Linked DNA regions of Mus musculus: region 2 is linked to region 1. The links are chromatin contacts, called in public HiChIP or PLAC-seq maps. All regions are on one chromosome and are shown on one strand. The core of a region is the stretch at or near the end of the contact, and the rest is flanking DNA. Distances in the headings are between cores, read along the strand shown. Region 1 overlaps Mroh5 (maestro heat-like repeat family member 5). Region 2 holds the start of 4933427E11Rik (RIKEN cDNA 4933427E11 gene).

Region 1 (2,957 bases), core at 150-2,649:
GCTTCCGTCTCTTTCAGCACTTTTCTCAGTCCCGTGTGGTGTATGTATCCCATCTCAGGGCCATGTTTGGAAAACAGAGGTGTTTGCTGCTGGCTTCCGGCTGTGTCCCCAGACACCATGCAGGGCCTAGCAGTGACTGTGCGGCAGGCAGATAGGAAGTGAAGGCTAGCACCTGGGAAATGCAGTCAGAGTGGATAGCCACCCAGCTCCACATGCCACCCTGCCAAAGGTCATGTGGATCGCCTGCTATGGTCTGTGAGTAGGCAGCTGTGAGCCCCCTGGTCTATAATCTCCTTCGTGGTCTGTGGATGGAGAGATAAACTGGGTCCTGCATCTCTGGCTCTCTAGATCCAGCTTCACTCCTTTTCCCTGGGGCTTGGCTGGATCTAGATGCTTGGCCTACTTGAGTATTGGTGAGGGGGGTTGTCTCTGTGGAGTGGCTGTGCTCAGACTAAATGCTCTCTGTGACCTGCAGTGGCTTAACTGCTCTGCCTTGCAGGGCCTTGATGCCTGACTTCCTTCTACCTTGTCCTGCTAGCAGCCTGGGCAGGGAGTTGGCAGTCATCACAGACTGCAACCTACCAGAGGCTGGAGACAATATGGATGGCCTGCTGGCGGATGCTGGTGACCAGTGTGTCTTGCGGCTCTTTCTCCATCAGTGTCTGTAAGTTCACGGGAGAAGGTGCAGAGGCTAGCAGACCCCACCTCTGACACCAAGTCTTATTACCACTCCATGCAACCTGGGTGATGCTGCTGCTTGTCTTTAGCCACCTTGCAGTGAGATCTGGTCCATCCTTATAGAGCCAGCGTGGTCTCTGGTGCAAGACAGGTCAGGTCTGAGCCCTGAATACTGAGTCCTAGCTGCCCGGCCCTGGACTAGCTCTAAGCTGCTCTGCCTCTTTCTTCCTTAGAAATCATTCCACTTTTCTGTTTGATCTCAGGCAGGGGACAGGACCCAACCTGTTTTGATCAATGGCCCTTTGCTCCTGACACTACTGCCCAGCTTCTTGTGCATTTCTCAATATCCCAAAGAATCTACATGGGTACCCAAAATCCGAAGTGATTGGTCTGGGACCCAAGCCAAGAAATTAAGCAGAATGGAGTGTGTCGGCCTTTCTGGGTCTCAATGGCACTGCCTGTACTGTGGCCATACCCGGTCTGCTCAGGGTTCCAGCAAGACCCAACTAACTCGGGGTATATGGAGTATTTCCTGTGTTTGCCCTTTCCCAGGTCTGAGGGAGGAGGCTCCCTGTATCTAAGAAAGCTGCTGGTCTGAGAGAGGAAGCTCTGCCTAGGAGGGCTGCTCTGAGGGGCAGGCTTCCTGTGCACATACCATCAGACACTCCAGGAGCTCACTAGTCTGGGAGAACTCGTAGCTGTGGGCACCTTCGTTCCGGCTGATGGCTCCCACCAGCATCGTGATAGCAGTAAGGAAGCTTTGCTTCAGGGTCTCATCCTGTGTAGGTCAGGCCCCAGGGGACAGATCAGGCTGAGAGCCAAGGAGCTTGTGGGAGAAAGCAAGAAGCGAGGCCGAGGCCACCATCTTCAGGCACACTTGAGTCAGGGTGAGAGGGGTGTGGTGGGGACCACCGGGCTGGGAGCTGGTGGGTAGGGCCTTCCTTAGGAAGGAGCGCATGATCTTGGTTTAAGCATGTGAATTCTGTGAGCCTGGCCAAAATGTGAGAGGGGCCTGTGAGGGTTTCTGGAGTGTGGTACCTACAGCCTGGATGGGCAAGACTTATCCTGGCTATCACAAGCCAGGCTATGGTGCTCCTCGGAGAAAGGCATCACCCTGGCCTCTTAGGATCCAGCCCTCCCCCATGTGAAAATCCAGTATTTGCATTGTAAGAAGTGGGGGAATGGGGTTCTTATCAGACCAGAGGAAATTTCAGGGTAATAAAGGCACAGGGGCAATGCACAGCACAGGAGGTTTGGTGGGAGGGCAGGGGACTTGGGCAAAGGCTAAAGATGGCTGGCCCTAGGCTTCCCTGAGTTCATGATCGGGGCAGGGCAGAGCCGGAGTCCTAGCTCTGTCCTGGGGAAGGTGCAGGACTGGGGTGATGGTGAGCAAGGCAACCTGTACCCAGGAGCTGAAGTGGAAGTAGAAGATCATCCTGGATAAGATGTTGTCCACCCAGGGCAGGATGTGGTTCTTGGCCCAGGCTGCCATCTGGCCGTAGGAGAGGAGGATGGTGCTGCTGGCCCACTTCCACCGAAGGTCCTCAGTGTTCTGGCCGTGGAGCTGGGTAGGAGTGGATTTGGGGTTGGGTCTTGCCCACTGTCTACTTGGGGAGTGGTGAGAAGGGGGTACCCCGATCCCAGCAAGGTGGGGGAAGGGAGTGTCCAGAGGGTCTTTGTTCACCAAATGAGAACAGCAGAAGTGAAATTAGATTTTCAGGGAGTTAGGCTGATTATACCAGGACATCAAAGGCATTGTACTAGGCTCCATTGGAACTGGAAGAGTTGAGGCCTCTCCCGTGATAGTCTTTCCCTACAGCCCAGCACCCTGATGGGCACACCACACACTTATGGGCTGCCGGGGGGGGGGGGGCTGGAAAGATCATGCTTCCATCCAGGCAGACAGTAATGGGCAAAGTGGAATTTCCTGCTTGACTGTGGCCCAGAGTCATCTCTCCTCTCAGATGTCACCACGGTACTAGCGTGGTGACATTGCAAAAACAGTGACAGGTACCCACGGAGAGTCTGAGGCATGCACTTCAGTTCTGCCACTTGCCAGATGTGAAGAGCCAGCGGAGCCTCCTCTAGGTTGCAGGGTTAACCATGAACAGACCTGCAAGAGCATGAAGAACCTCCCCAACCCAAAATTCCTTTGGAGAGGTTCCCAGGCACTGTCTTCCAGGGGGAGTCACGTAGGGTGCAGTAAGGTGGCACAGAATGGAGCCCCCTCCAGTGTGCACAAGCAATTCTCAGGCCAAGAGTCTCACCTTTTAGATAAA
Region 2 (2,957 bases), core at 209-2,708, 920 kb after region 1:
GGGGTGCACCTGGAGCCTACGGCCTCCACACAGATGTCACAATGTGGCAGCTTTCCCCTTCAACTGTGTCCAGGTTTCAGGCTAATGAAGATTTGATGGCCCTAAGCTGGAGATACTCCTTGTGAGGATTCACAACGTTGCTTAACCCATACACTCCAGGAACTAGAAAAGCAGAGGAGAAAGAAAAATGTTACTAAGAGCAAGCACTCAAGATATGCTTAGATTTTAAACATCAGTGCCATTTGGCCTGTGTGTGTGTATGTGTGTGTGTGTTAACCAGCCCTTCCTTTCAGACGACACAGTAAGCAGCACCAGCAACCTTTAGAAATGTTCAGAAAAGGCTAAGAGTCACAATGCATAACTAACGCCTTCTCTCTCCCTGTAAATCTTATCTGGAATGCTCCTCCCAATCGAGCATTCGATAAGTCAGAAGGCCACAGAGTTACTTCCACAAGCAGTATAAAAGTGCACCCCAGACCACAACATAAGACACACGAGTCATTTATTCAAATGAAGTTCCAAAGATAGGCAGGGAATACAGCTTGCCACCGGCCAGCTGTGTAACTCTATTCCCTTAAGTCAGTCTCCTGGTCTGCAGAACTCAGTGCTGGTCCCCAAGGCTCTCCTCTGCTAGTTAGATCGAGGATAGTGTGCATACCACTGGCACACAGTATTTGTTGTGGGCACTTCACTGTGGAGCAGAGGGAAATCAAGGCCAGAGTCTACTCTCAGGGGTAATGTTTAACCCAGGCAGCCGAGGAATTCCTCAGCAACTTAGGCTACCGGGAGGCTCAACTTATGATGGCTTAGTGCCTGCCCTGCAGATGTGTTGAGAGTGGTTTAGTGACTGAAGACACCCACTTCAGAAATGAAATTTTTGCCAAGCTCCATGTAGTGGTCCAAGCCTACCATCTCAGCACTTGAGAGACTGAGGCAGAATGGCTTTGAGTACAGTGCCAGCCTGGGCTACCCAGTAAGTGCTAATGTAGGGGGAAAGGGGAAAGAGGAAATTTGAATTTGGTACCACTCTTAGAACCTCTTAAACGTGACTGCAGAGATCCAGGAGGCTTCTACCTTGGGAAGAACTGTTCCAAGGGAACACTGATAACCAAGGACCACTTGAACAGAAGCTTAAAGGACCTTTTCTGGAGCGGGAGTATAAAGTGGGAGAAGCTCCTAAGAGGAGAGGCAAATTTCTTCCCGCAGGTCCTGAGACGTCTGGGGAATGGATGGAAGAAACAGCCTGCAACCTAGCTGCAGCCCAGACGACACACGGGGGAAAAAAAACAAAAAACAAAAAACTCAAAACACAGGCAAGAAACGAATGAAGGGGTCCGGGGAGAGCCAGGAATAACCGAGCTTGCCCGGTCTGCGGACTGGTGAAGCGCCTGGGAGCCGAGGGGACCTGAGAAGGGATGCTCGAGTCCCGAATGCGACTCGATTCCCGAGCGCAGAAACAACGATGATCGTCCGGCTCTGGGATGAGCCTCCAAGTCAGTCGGCGGAGGCGGCGGCCCAGCCCCGCACGGCCCAGCCCCACTCACCTGCGGACCCCGTGCCGCCGCTACCGGCCGGAAACGCCAGCCACGCAGCTCTCCACCGGCCCGCTCTTCTCGGCCTTCCCCGACCCACTTCCGGGGGACGCTCTAGACCACCGGGAGACTTCTGTCTCGGTGGTGTCTAGGTCGCTAAGGGGCGACCAAGCAAGGAAGCGGTCCGGGCCCAGCGGCTCAGCCTCCGGTAGAACAACAAAAGCCACAGGGCGCTTCGCGTTTCCTGAGGAACGGAATCTTCGAGCGGAGCGTCCGATCCTGGGAGCCATGGCCCGGAGAGCACGGACGGAAGGCTGGGTCCAACGCCACCTTGCGGTGGGAGGTACCCAAGGCCCGCCGGTTGCCAGGACCCCCTTTCCATCCTTGTGGACCCTTCTTTTAGCTAGGATTCAAAACGTGTCCAATTTAGACGATGCTGATGATGAGATTTGAATCGTAGTATATAGCGTAGAGGCTTTGAGAGGCATTGAGATGAAATGAACCATTTTGTATGTTGAACATACCTGAATTCGATCAGTTGTGTGGGTGCCCAGTCTCTAGATCCCTGAACCTGCGAGTTCAAGAGCTGAAAGGAACTTGGCAGGCATAACCAAAAGAAAGTCGTCGAAGTATAAAGTTTATTCTGATTGTCTGTAAGCACAACGGTTCGTTGTTAAAGGATCGAGTGAGAGAAGACACTCCAAAGGAAGGCTATGAACTGACAACAGAGCCTGAGCCTTGTGCTTTGAAGATGGAGGAAGACTACCATTCAAGAAGTGCAAGTGGTTTACAGGAGCTCCAAAAGGCGGGGAAACTTCGGACTACAGACCTGTTGGCACCCTGATCTCAGTACCCTGGGTCCTCAGAAGTGGGAGAAAACATAATTGTGTTGTTTTGGGACCTCCACACGGGGGTGATTAGTCACAGCTCCATAGAAACACAGATTGTGGAAACTTGTTCCTCCTTAATTCACACCCTTGCCTGAGTACCCAGGACCCGTCTGCCTGTTCTTCCCCACCCTCTCTTGTTAAATCTCTTGCTCTCTCCATTCAAATTCCCCAGGGATCTCCAGTACAAGATTTTTAATAATACCAAGGAAGGCTGGGTGGCTCCCAAATCCATGTCTCCTTCCAGAATCTCCTCTCTGATGTCGAAACTTCTGTCTCTTCCCAGGACCTGGACATAACATGCACCTTGAACACAGTGTTTCTGAAATGAAGATGGGAGCCTTGTGATTGGCCTGGTGCTACCCATGGTTTTTCCTGGCAGTTCCACCATCCCACTCACCCTGAACTCTTCCTCATGCCCCACACCCATTCCACCACATCTGATTGGCCTTGCCCCCAGAATCTATTTTTTTGGATTCCCTCCTTCCCTCCACCCCCCTGAACTCTGGACAGGCTATCTGTTGCCTGTTCCTTGTTC

Evidence for each region. HiChIP or PLAC-seq counts read pairs in DNA pulled down with a chosen protein or histone mark.
Region 2: a contact with region 1 is called in a CTCF HiChIP or PLAC-seq map of pro-B cells, with 6 times the contacts expected there. The contact joins the promoter of 4933427E11Rik here to the enhancer-like site in region 1. A contact is called at or near these places in 7 of 39 promoter capture datasets (the 3T3-L1 cell line, the C10 cell line, cranial neural crest and 3 more), 1 of 15 datasets of contacts at CTCF or cohesin (pro-B cells), 2 of 484 Hi-C or Micro-C datasets (the HL-1 cell line and the N1E-115 cell line) and 6 of 115 datasets of contacts at active chromatin or transcription factors (embryonic forebrain, embryonic stem cells, large pre-B cells and 1 more).

What each region holds. Positions count from the first base shown.
Region 1 is chr15:73,788,637-73,791,593 of GRCm38.p6, forward strand. Mroh5 (maestro heat-like repeat family member 5) reads right to left here. Exons shown (of 11, transcript NM_001368162.1): 8 at 2,084-2,242; 9 at 1,334-1,456; 10 at 583-662. Among named protein-coding and RNA genes, the nearest start is that of Ndufb4c, 20 kb to the right of the region's middle. Within about 2 kb of position 1,400, at least 52 of the 459 cell types and tissues checked have an H3K27ac peak or open chromatin away from gene starts, as enhancers often do. A contact at or near this core is called in pro-B cells, where this site is marked.
Region 2 is chr15:74,707,703-74,710,659 of GRCm38.p6, forward strand. 4933427E11Rik (RIKEN cDNA 4933427E11 gene) reads left to right here and starts at 1,459. Exons shown (of 1, transcript NR_033197.1): 1 at 1,459-2,672. It overlaps Jrk (jerky), which reads right to left and starts at 1,620. Exons shown (of 2, transcript NM_008415.6): 1 at 1,545-1,620; 2 at 1-162.